Linked DNA regions of Mus musculus: regions 1 and 3 are each linked to region 2. The links are chromatin contacts, called in public HiChIP or PLAC-seq maps. All regions are on one chromosome and are shown on one strand. The core of a region is the stretch at or near the end of the contact, and the rest is flanking DNA. Distances in the headings are between cores, read along the strand shown.

Region 1 (3,260 bases), core at 403-2,902, 130 kb before region 2:
GAGATCCTTTGGGAACAGTGAAGGAATGTTCTTACCTGGGTAAGCTGTGAAGGAGGGTGATGTGTTCTTTTGTATGTGTTCCTAGTCCCACCTGCACTAGTTCACAGAGGGTAGGATGGGGTCTCACCATTCAAATCAGCCACCTGCTGTTTAGGACATGGTAGTTAGCAAGTACACCTCATCCTCATCGGGGCTATAAAGAGGCCACTATAGGCAGGTTAGATGGGCACAAGTAATTGGAGGCTCATCTGTCCACAAAGGACATCATGTCTCAGATAGGAGGCACCCAATTTGAAAAAGCTTCACCCCCCTTTCTGCCTGATGGCTCTTTGTCTTTTCCTCTATCAGCTTACTCGGGCCTTTGAGTGCGCTTAGGGCACAAGCAAGTCAGTACAAGTCCTTCTGTGGTCCTTCAGACCTTTAAGAGAATTTGAGTGGAACCTCAGAAGACCCCCTTCTGGTTGGTGTGTTTGTGCTTATCTGGATTAGGTGATGCCAGATCTAGCAACGCTGGAGCCCACTGTGTAGATGCGACCTCAAATCTGGGTCCAGAAGGTGGAGTCTTTCTCAGGAGGAAGAGCTGCTGACACTCACACTTCACTCTGGCTTCTGGCTCAACAGCCTATGGAAGATAGCATAGTGTCTTCTCTCGTTTTTTTTTTGTTTTTTTTTTTTTCCAAAATTTTTTTCTTCACTTACATTTCAAATGCTATCCAGAAAATCCCCTATCCCCCCCCCCCCCACCCATTCTCTCGGTTTGTTTGTTTTGTTTTTGGTTTTTTGAGACAGGGTTTCTCTGTGTAGCCCTGGCTGTCCTGGAACTCACTTTGTAGACCAGGCTGGCCTCGAACTCAGAAATCCACCTGCCTCTGCCTCCCGAGTGCGCCACCACCGCCCTGCGCGTTCTTTCAACCTCCTGTAGGTCTAGTGCTAGCTTGGCTCCCGGGGGCCTCGGTTTATATCCTGCACTTAGCCAGGCCAAGCTGGGGAAGCTCTGGTCCACAGAGGGAGAGACGGAGGGGGCGGGGACGGTTCTGTAGCAAGACTGGAGAAGACTTAAGTCCACAAGGAGCATCACACTGGGCGGGTCTGGGCGCATTCGGCACAGTCACCGCTGACCGGCCATCGGCAGGGGGCGTGGCCTGTGGTGGCACCGGGACAGCCGCGGGGCCCTCTGCGCGCAGCCCTAGCGTCAGGCTGGGGAAGGGAAGGTCCGGCTCCGCCAGCGTCTCCTGTGCAGACCGGGCGAGCCCCTTGGAATTCCCAGCACGTCGCCCCTCGATTATACATCAACCTGACTTCAGCTGCATTTCCCGGTGGGAGGACAGTTCAGGCGGACGGGGGAGGGGCCCCGGCGCGACGCCTCCCCCTCCCCCAAGGCGGCCACCCACCCACCCACCCGGCCGAGCCCCCGCCCCAGCTCGGCGGGCGCCGCAGTCTCCGGGCTTTGTTCGCTGCCCGCGCGGGTCGCAGGGAGCGGGGGGCGGGCTGAGCCCTCAGGGGGCGGGGCGGGGCCGCCAGTCCCCGCCCAGTCCCCGCCCCGTCCCCGCCCAGTCCCCGCCCCACCCACGCCGTCCCCGCCCCGTCCCCGCCCAGTCCCCGCCCCACCCACGCCGTCCGCCCTCCCTCCTCCTCCGCCGCGCTGCGGTCCAGTCCTGCCCCCCGAGCGGTCCGGCCCGCGCGCTCTCCCGGCTCCCTCCCGCCGTTCCGGGCTGCGCCATGGTCCGCCCGCGGCTGAGCTTCCCGGCCCCGCTGCTGCCGCTGCTGCTGCTCCTGGCGGCGGCCGCGCCAGCCGTGCCGGGCGCCAGCGGGACGTGCCCGGAGCGCGCCTTGGAGCGGCGCGAGGAGGAGGCGAACGTGGTGCTCACCGGCACAGTGGAGGAGATCCTCAACGTGGACCCGGTGCAGCACACCTACTCCTGCAAGGTGGGCCCCGGCCGGACCCCACGAGACCCAGCCCTCTGGATTCCCAGCCCGGGGCTCCTCTCCCCCGTGGTCCCCGTCCCCGAGGCCCGCCCTTCGCGTGCCGGCCGCCCCGCTGCGACCCCGTCCCCAAGCCGTGGGAACGAACCCGGCACGTTTCTGCGGCCCCAGCTGGAGCTCCCTCGGCGACCGCCGAGCCTCCGGGGGGGGGGGGCGCTCGGGTCCCGGAAAACTCCGCCGCTCGGTGCGAAAGTTACTGCGGGGCCGCTGTGGCTCCTTTCACGGCGTCCAGGCCCCGGTTGCTGTCGTGCCCGCCCCCACCCTTGTCCAGAGCCCCTCTTTCTTGTTGGGAACAAGTGTACACCTTCGCCAAAAGGAACGAATAGGGCTCGGGGAGGCACGAGGGGGGACGAAGTCGACCTGTGGCGAGGCCTTTACCAGGGCGAGGGGTGGTCTGCAGGGAGTCAGGGGTGTGTGGTCTAATCTGCAACCCGGGGAGCCTGCGTAAGGTGCTGCAGCGAACGCGTGTCCGAGCCGGAGCAGAGAAATGGGCAGAGGGCTGTGGCTGAGTTTCCTGTGCTCGAGGCGCAGGGGCTCAAAGGACTGGGTTTCTCCTGCCATACGGTAGAATTAGCTCTGTTTCAACTGCAGCTGAATTTGAGAGCACCTTGGAATAGGTATGGGGTCGATACCCTCGGAATATCCGTTGCTGGTTCTCCTCGTCCCTCAAATCGCTTCGCTGGAAACAGGATTTGTTCTTACTCTTTGGGAATGAGAAGGATGGTGACTTCCTTCAGAGTACCGTGTGTTCATGGGATCCCCCCGCTGGGCCCCCTCCTCTCCCTGCCGAGGCACTTTGCCAAGTCCCTGCAGGATTTTCCCGACTTCCTCCCCGCTGCTCCTGGGTGTGGCTGGGGTGGGGGAGGTGTGAGAACTGTGAGCTTTCCCCCTTTGGGTTATCTCCCACAATAGTTGGGGGTGGGGGGCGCAGGTAGATAAAGTTCTTTAGGTGCTGCAAGTCTTAGGTGTCTCGCAGGAGCTAGGCAGGTGGAAAAGCTGCCCATTGTCTTTTTTGCTCCCTCCATTCCAGAACCCCAAATCCCCAGAGCGCCTCAATAAGGGGCTCCTTCCTAGAAATCCTTTCCAAAAAGTGTCTGGGGGCCCTGGACTTATCCTGTGGGCGCTGCGGGCTACATCTTCCAGCCATGTCTGTCAGAAAGGGTGCCCTCGGGGCCCTAAATAAGGAGGTGGAGGGTGGGGCTGACTTGCATTGCCCAAACTTGACTTTGTGGCTCAGAGCTGCCTCGCTGCACAGACTCAGGCAGACTATGGAGCAA
Region 2 (3,582 bases), core at 972-3,471:
TGGCTCTGCAGAGAAAGATGACAGCAGCCAAAGGAATTACACACACACACACACACACACACACACACACACACACACACACACGCACGCGCGCGCGCGGAAGAGAAGACATCTTTGCTTCTCTGGAAACAAAGGCAAAGAAAGGCCTGCGTGACCCACAGTGGTTGACTTACTAACCCCACCTGACCTTTCTCTGACCCCCATCTGTTGAGGCCTCACAGGCCCCTCACAGGCTGGGTCACTTACCTCAGACCTTGATATAAAAATAAAATATTCTGATTTCTACCTACAGCCTGCAGAGGCACCAAGATGAGGTGCTTTATCCAAAGGCACAAGAAGAGAGAAGGAGGCACTGGACACCCGAGTTACACGGGGTTAGTAGTGAGGACAGAGGAGAAGAGATTAGAGGCTATAGGTCAGAAGAGCACTTAGGAGCCAAGTGGCTGCTGTGGTGCCACTTCTTCTATCAGCACCCAGAACTGCAATGGCTTGGACAAAAGTGTAATGCTCACTTTAAATGCTCAGTGTAAATGCTTAGGAGTCCCAAAGTAGGGCATGGCAAGGTGTCTATTGGCTTTCGACTAGTTACTGCCTTGAGCACCCCGAGTGTTTGTAACGGGGACTTCCCTGTTCCTATTCAGGGTGGTCAGATATTTGACCTGGGGTGCTAGGAGTCAGTATGGCCACCGGGAACAAAGAAAAGCAGGGGCCAGGAGGCCTGGGGGCCAGCCACCAAGGGCTACCATGCTCCCTTAGAATACTCTTTGCCCAACTCAGGCAAGGCTTCCTGCAGGCTCAGGGCCCAGCCCAGAGAAGTGGAGTTGAGAGAAGTGAAGGCCAGCATACTGGCCTTACTCCATAGGTCTGGAGGGCTTCCTTGAAGCCCATGCTGCCCCATAGGACTTCCTGCCCCAAGAGAGAGACCCAACCCTATTATCAATTGCTTGGCTCTAGCTTGGACTCAAGAGTCCATACCTTTCTCCTGAATCGAAGATTTTCAAATTAGATGCTAATGCAGACGCCAGGTGCTGCCTTTGCATGCAAATCTGTTACCTGTACCAATGTCGTCTTCTTCCAGAGCTCGGGCTTGAGGCAGAGCCGTAAGCGAGGAAAAAGCTAGGCTCCAACAGCTATGTGTAAATTCTCTGCAACTCCGCAGTGTGGCTGCGCTACTTTCGTGGAGATACCAGGAAATACCGTGTCTAGCACTATCCATGGGTACACAGAGCCAGACTTTCTTATACTGATTGACACAGGACAGATTTGCGCACAGGGACACCCAGAAGTAATAATGGGTCTCTTCTTCTGCCATCTTTGATCAAAGCCTGAACAGCATTTATATACTCTCAGGGGAAGGCTCAGCATCAAAACTCTTTATTTACAGTTACTTGGTTTTGGTATTTTTTAGATAAAAGTGTTTCAATATTTTGCACAAGCTGGTATCCAGCTCTTTGGCTCAAGGGACCCCTTTGCCTCAGCTTCTTGGACATAAGTTGGGTTAAAGTGTGCACCACCACATCCAACTCAAAGCCACCTTTTGTTGTTGTGTTTTATTTTTGAGACAGGATCTCACACTTTAGGCCAAGCTAACCTCAAACTTCCTCTCCTTTCCTTGGTTCTGAGATTACAGACTTGAGCCACCAATAGTTCACTGTGCAGGTAGAGGCAAGAGGATCGGGAGTTCAAAATCATCAGTAGCTACATTGAGAATTCAAGGTTGGCCTGAGCTACAATGAGACCTTGTCTCAAAGTAAATAAATAAAGCAAAATCAGAGAGAAAGAAAGAAAGAAAGAAAGGAAGGAAGGAAGGAAGGAAGGAAGGAAGGAAGGAAGGAAGGAAGGAAGATAGCAAAAAACAACACAAAATATTCAAGATCAATCACTTAGAGGTGGGATCTGGTATGTGTCCCAGGTGAACATAAAGCTGACATGGGTTCACCAAAAAAGCAAACCCAGCTTTTTGATGGGAGCCCTGAGTTGTACTTTTATGAGCACACATTTCTAGGCTTCAAGTCCTTGGTTACCTATCCAGCAAACACCAAAGACACCCTCTCTGCAGCTCCTACCTGGACTCCTGGCTACTTGAATTTAGGATGGAACATAGCAGGATGCTGGGAAACCCTGGAGGTTAAAGGCAAGGAGGTGGGGTCAGATAGAGGACAAGCTGTGGGCAGGGCTCAGCCAGCTCAACTCAAACAGGAAGTGGCTCTGCCTATCCACTTCCCCTTCCTTCTCAGGGTCTGAGGAATGCTGAGGTATAGAGCTGTGAGGTAGGTAAAGCTCTGACCTTACTCCCTTCTTCACAGAATCTACCCAAAGCCCTGCTGTGGAAGTCCAACAGCGCTCAAGGTTGCTCCTTCAGGACCATAGTGTCAATCCTGCTGACCACTCATCCTGGGCATCTTCTCTCACTCAAGAGAATGGCAAATTGGCCTGCAACTTCTCAGAGACCCCTTCACAGGACAGCCACTCCCACACCCCTATCGGACTTCCCATGCTCAGTTCTGTGCCTCCAGAAACCTAGGTGACAGGAGGTTGGGAGGGGCGAGGCTCGGCTGGAGCCTGCTGAGACTGATTTGCCTCAGATTTCCATAGCTATCTTGGTTCCACCAGCTGGGATTTTTCTACCCAGCTCCTCTTCAGTTCCAAGCCCCAGAGAGCCAGCCTCCCTGGAGGTTTGCAAGGTTTCAGGCACCGTGGGCCAATTGAGCTCCAGGGTTGCTTGCTTGAAGTGATTATTAAGAGCCTATAATGCTAAGATCCCTGGAATTTTATTTGACAGGTCATTGAGTTTAGTATGAAATTTGGTATGAAATTTGGGCTTGGCCCAGAGGCATCTTGGGTCCCGAACTTCATGCTCATGTCCAGGAACCTGGCTGGCTGAATGTGATGGTCATCAATATCAGGGACTGATGTACATACAAAAACACCATCTGGAAGCAGGTCCCCGTGCAGGAGAACATAAAATCTCAACAGCAAATCCCATATATATATAATGTATTTATTTGTATTTTATGTATATTTATCTGCTTGTTGGTATGTGTATCATGTGTATGTAGGTGCCCAAGGAGGCCAGAAAAAGGACCTCTTCCTTCAGCTCTTCCATAGTTTCTTCTGTCCTCTCTGCAGAGCCATCACCTGCTTCCCAGACAAATGCTGGAATTCTTTTTTTTTTTTTTTTTTTTTTTTTTTGGTTTTTCGAGACAGGATTTCTCTGTATATCCCTGTCTGTCCTGGAACTCACTCTGTAGACCAGACTGGCCTTGAACTCAGAAGTCCATCTGTCTCTGCCTCCCGAGTGCTGGGATTAAAGGCGTGCGCCACCACCGCCCGGCTGCTGGAATTCTTTACAGCACAGTAAATCATGAATTAGCCTCAGTTCCTACCATCAATAGGAAATATCAAATGTACCACATACCAATCACCAAGACTCCACAAGCCTCCTTTGCTTCACGGGAAGTCTGCAAGAAGTCTAAGTTGAGATCTCTTAGCTGCCAGACCAGAGGGTACCCAGAACTCCATCCTCAAATTTCCTTTTTTCTATGGTACTGGCATCCTGATGCAAATGATCTCCATGGGGGA
Region 3 (3,556 bases), core at 720-3,219, 150 kb before region 2:
GCTTGGAGGCACGTGTAGACACATTTGGTGAGGCCATGGGGACATCTGGGTGAACTTCCTGGACAGGTTTGGATACCACATGTAACGCAGCTCTGGATGTCTTTCTGATCTGATCTTGTTCAGTTATCAGAATAGGTGTAGAAAGATCCAAGCCTGACTCCTCTCTGGCCATCTGTTCAGGACTCGTGGAGTCAGGCTGTGGCTTATCCTGCTGGGCTTTTGCCATCAGTGTCCCAGACATGAGAGCCTCCTTGGGCCTGGTAAGCTGTGGGGAGCTCATCTGGGTAGCAGCAGAGTCCAGAGATCCGGAGTGCTTGGTCCCCTTGGCACCTACAGCACGCCTCTTCTTACGACCAGGGTTCCGCGGTGAAGCTTCGAGGCTGTCAGGGGAACTCTGAGGGTTGTCGCTATGGCCAGGGGACTCAGGACTATGAGGGGCTTTACTGGGAGAGCTAGGGGCAGGGCCTTGCAAAAGCCTCTGCATCTTGTCTCTGCAAGTTGCCGGCCCTGGAAAGGACAAGGCCTGGCCAGGACAGACACTGTCTAAGCTGGGGAACAGAGGGGCCTCTGACTGTGTGGACGTGCCGGCTACCTGATGACTGGCCTCCAGAGCCAGGACAGGCTCACACTGAGACCTGCTGACCAGCTGCTGAGCAGCCACGTCCTCCAACTCACGGCTCTGTTGTCCCCTCCCTTGGGAAACCAGCTGCCCAGTGAAGAGGGGTGGGGGCCCAGGGGGGCTGCTTCCACTGCTGTCCCCTTGGTCAATGTCACTGGACAAGGGCTCGTCACCAGAGGCCAGGTCAGCCTGCAAGAGGCCACACTCATCAGCAGTGGCTGAAAACTCGGCCCACTCCCGATCGCTGAGCTGGACGCTGTACTGGAAGTTGTCCATTGCACATCAGCAACGGTGCTGGAGTGACGGCAAGACTTTGGGCCAGGCAGGGTCTTCACAAATCCAGGATCCATGTACTAAGTAGCACACACTGCCACCATCCTGCCTGACCTTGTAGCACCTGCCCCCTCCCTGGCAGTCCATTTCTATCTGGAAGAACCACGGGACAGACTTTGCTTCTTCCAGCTTCTTCTACTTCATTCTTCTGAGTGAGATATCTACTTCCGTTTCCCCTATTTCCAATTCAACTCCAAATAACAGTACTGCGACACACTGTCACAGTCCTAAAATGAAATATGATTTCATATTAGTGAAGTAAATTAAAGACCAGTGTTAGTCATGTTTGGATGGCGTTCCCTCACATCTCTGAGATCTTTCAATGGAATTGATTTCCCTTCTCCAACTCTGTACACAGTGTTCTGCATCAAAGACCACCCATCAGAGATCAGTTCTCTATGACTGTCATTCCTAGCCTCCCCAGCTACCACCACCGGCAGCTAACCACAGAAAAGAATCTATAGTGTCCAGCAGGTGACCAGCCTTCTGTATGATGACCTTCTGCCGGCCTTGGCTGGCACAAGTTTTCTGAGCTTACCAAGGTCATGTTGGTCCTGGCTAGAGCCTACTCAGGAGTTTATAAGAGGAACCTAGGCCAGAGGTCATAGAACTTAAATAAGAACTCCCTGAACTCCAGCAGTCCATTCTGGCTGTCCTCAGGGTCTGTCCTCCTATCTATTCCTGCTCTGCTAACCAAGGCCCCATTTTGCCCAATCTGAGTGAACTAAGATGATCTGAGCTAGCCAAAGCCTTCAGTCTCTGACCCCCCCCCCAAAGGGGCCGTGGCCAGCTATGTCTAGAATAAGGAGAGTAGAAGGTCACTATGACTGGAACAGTCCTGAGTGAGAAAAGTCACTGGGAGCTTCCTACCTATCAACCTTTCTCTCCTCTCTAATCCCCTGGAGAGGCCATGATAAATCTTTCCTGCCATTAGGACCCATAGAAGAAAGGGGCTAAGGGTATCTTACCTGGTTCTCAGCAGCCAGCTAGGGCCATGGAGCTATCATCTAGAGGCCTGTCCCCAAGCAGCCAGGTGCTAGACTTCTTAATGCAAGCTCCGCCCCTACTTCCAAAAATAGCCTGTCCCTGGGGTCACTTATGACTCGTGCCAGTCTCAGAGCCAAGCCACAAATAGATGGCATTTGAGGGGACTCCAACAATATGAAGGACATTTTCCTGGTATGGGGCCAGCACTCGGGGTTGGCATTAGCTAAGGTCACACCGGATTCCAACTAGAGAAGACTGCCCTATGATTAACACTAGGCAGGTCTCCCTTCCCAAGAAGAAACCCATACTTCCAGCTCACTATGAAACTTCAGTCCCACCCCACCTACTACCTAAATGTCTCTAGCCCAATCTTGCAGACTATATTGTTGACATAGGTCTGACATCCAGGGCTCGTGGAGCCTCCTAGGCATTGCTAAGCCTGCAGTGCAACTAGAAGAAAGTGGGTGCATTCATTGCTCTTGTGAAGGGATCCCCACATAGGTACTGACCCTATGTGCTCAAAAAAGATTGCACGAGGGCAACGGGACAAAGTGTAGTCTGTTGTGAGAAAAGTGTATTTGTTGGATAGTCCTAGGACAGGACAGGATGGCCACTCTACCTAAAGAAGACATGAGCAGAGCAACTAGCATCTGTGCTGAGCTCCTTGCTAGGTCCATGAGTACCTCTCTAAGACGGGCACTAGGAAACCTTTCTAAAGGGCATGAGATGGGCTGGAGAGATGGCTCAGCAGTTAAGAGCACTGACTGCTCTTCCAGAGGTCTTGGGTTCAATTCCCAGCAACCACATGGTGGCTCACAACCATCTGTAATGGGGCCCAATGCCCTCTTCTGGTGTGTTAGAAGACAACTGCCGTGTAATCATATACATAAAATAAACAAATAATTCTTTTTTTTTTGGAAAAAAATAACCAACTTTTAATTTAACCAATCAAACTGCGTCCAGGAATGTCTCTAAACTTAACAAAACAAAATAAAATTCTCCTTTTAAAGGAACCAGGAGTTCACACAGCCCCACGCCCCTAAGGTCCAGACCAAAAGTAGCCCATTTTGGAGGCGCCTCTGTCCCTCAAACTCTCATCCAGAGGAAGGGCTGGCGATGGCGAGGGACCTGTGCCTTCCTCCCACCATGCAAGGAGTTCTTAGAAAGTCACAGTGGGTGAGCCTCTCCCACCTCACTTTGTGTTCACGCTGAGACCTCCAGAGAGGGGCAGGCAGGATAGCTCCACCCCAGCCCACTCAGGCAGCTGTTCCCAGTGCCAGGGTGGGAGTTAATATGTACTGGAGGAGAAAATCTCAAATGTCCCATCATGTCACATGTTCCATGCACAGGAAGCAATCCACTCCTAACCTAGGAACAACACCGGCCCGTTCCGGCCTCAGAAGACACGTTCAAGTTCCGTCCGGTTGGTGGTGGCGGGATTTCTGCTCTGGTTGGTGGACTGCTGGGTGATCTGGCTGCCCTTCCGCCGTGGCGGTGCCAGGTACTCAAACATAGACGTCAAGTGAGTAGACAGCATGCCCCTGAGGTCCGAGGGCATGGGGTCCGACCAGAAGAAGTCGTGGTTGAGGGCATCGTCACTGTCAATCCTCATTGATG

Evidence for each region. HiChIP or PLAC-seq counts read pairs in DNA pulled down with a chosen protein or histone mark.
Region 1: a contact with region 2 is called in an H3K27ac HiChIP or PLAC-seq map of embryonic stem cells, with 8 read pairs. The contact joins the promoter of Agrn here to the enhancer-like site in region 2. A contact is called at or near these places in 6 of 39 promoter capture datasets (the C10 cell line, the HPC-7 cell line, embryonic stem cells and 2 more), 1 of 15 datasets of contacts at CTCF or cohesin (CD8 T cells), 3 of 484 Hi-C or Micro-C datasets (bone marrow-derived macrophages, epidermal suprabasal cells and nephron progenitors), 15 of 115 datasets of contacts at active chromatin or transcription factors (the HPC-7 cell line, the SCID.adh cell line, bone marrow-derived macrophages and 8 more) and 3 of 9 other capture datasets (adipose tissue, liver and pancreatic islet).
Region 3: an H3K4me3 HiChIP or PLAC-seq map of embryonic stem cells shows a contact between it and region 2, with 30 read pairs. The contact joins the promoter of Perm1 here to the enhancer-like site in region 2. A contact is called at or near these places in 5 of 39 promoter capture datasets (the C10 cell line, the HPC-7 cell line, cranial neural crest and 2 more), 1 of 15 datasets of contacts at CTCF or cohesin (CD8 T cells), 1 of 484 Hi-C or Micro-C datasets (bone marrow-derived macrophages), 12 of 115 datasets of contacts at active chromatin or transcription factors (the SCID.adh cell line, bone marrow-derived macrophages, double positive thymocytes and 6 more) and 4 of 9 other capture datasets (adipose tissue, embryonic stem cells, liver and 1 more).

What each region holds. Positions count from the first base shown.
Region 1 is chr4:156,195,880-156,199,139 of GRCm38.p6, reverse strand. Agrn (agrin) reads left to right here and starts at 1,652. Exons shown (of 36, transcript NM_021604.3): 1 at 1,652-1,926. The coding sequence starts at 1,720. Gm46878 (a long non-coding RNA gene) reads right to left here. Exons shown (of 4, transcript XR_003955191.1): 4 at 1-622.
Region 2 is chr4:156,066,385-156,069,966 of GRCm38.p6, reverse strand. The region is part of intron 1 of Gm52714 (a long non-coding RNA gene); the gene reads right to left. Among named protein-coding and RNA genes, the nearest start is that of Gm52714, 3.9 kb to the right of the region's middle. Within about 2 kb of position 2,221, at least 85 of the 459 cell types and tissues checked have an H3K27ac peak or open chromatin away from gene starts, as enhancers often do. A contact at or near this core is called in CD8 T cells, the HPC-7 cell line, the SCID.adh cell line and 8 more, where this site is marked.
Region 3 is chr4:156,214,340-156,217,895 of GRCm38.p6, reverse strand. It overlaps Perm1 (PPARGC1 and ESRR induced regulator, muscle 1), which reads right to left and starts at 1,969. Exons shown (of 4, transcript NM_172417.3): 1 at 1,921-1,969; 2 at 1-1,179. The coding sequence starts at 895. It also overlaps the pseudogene Gm46877.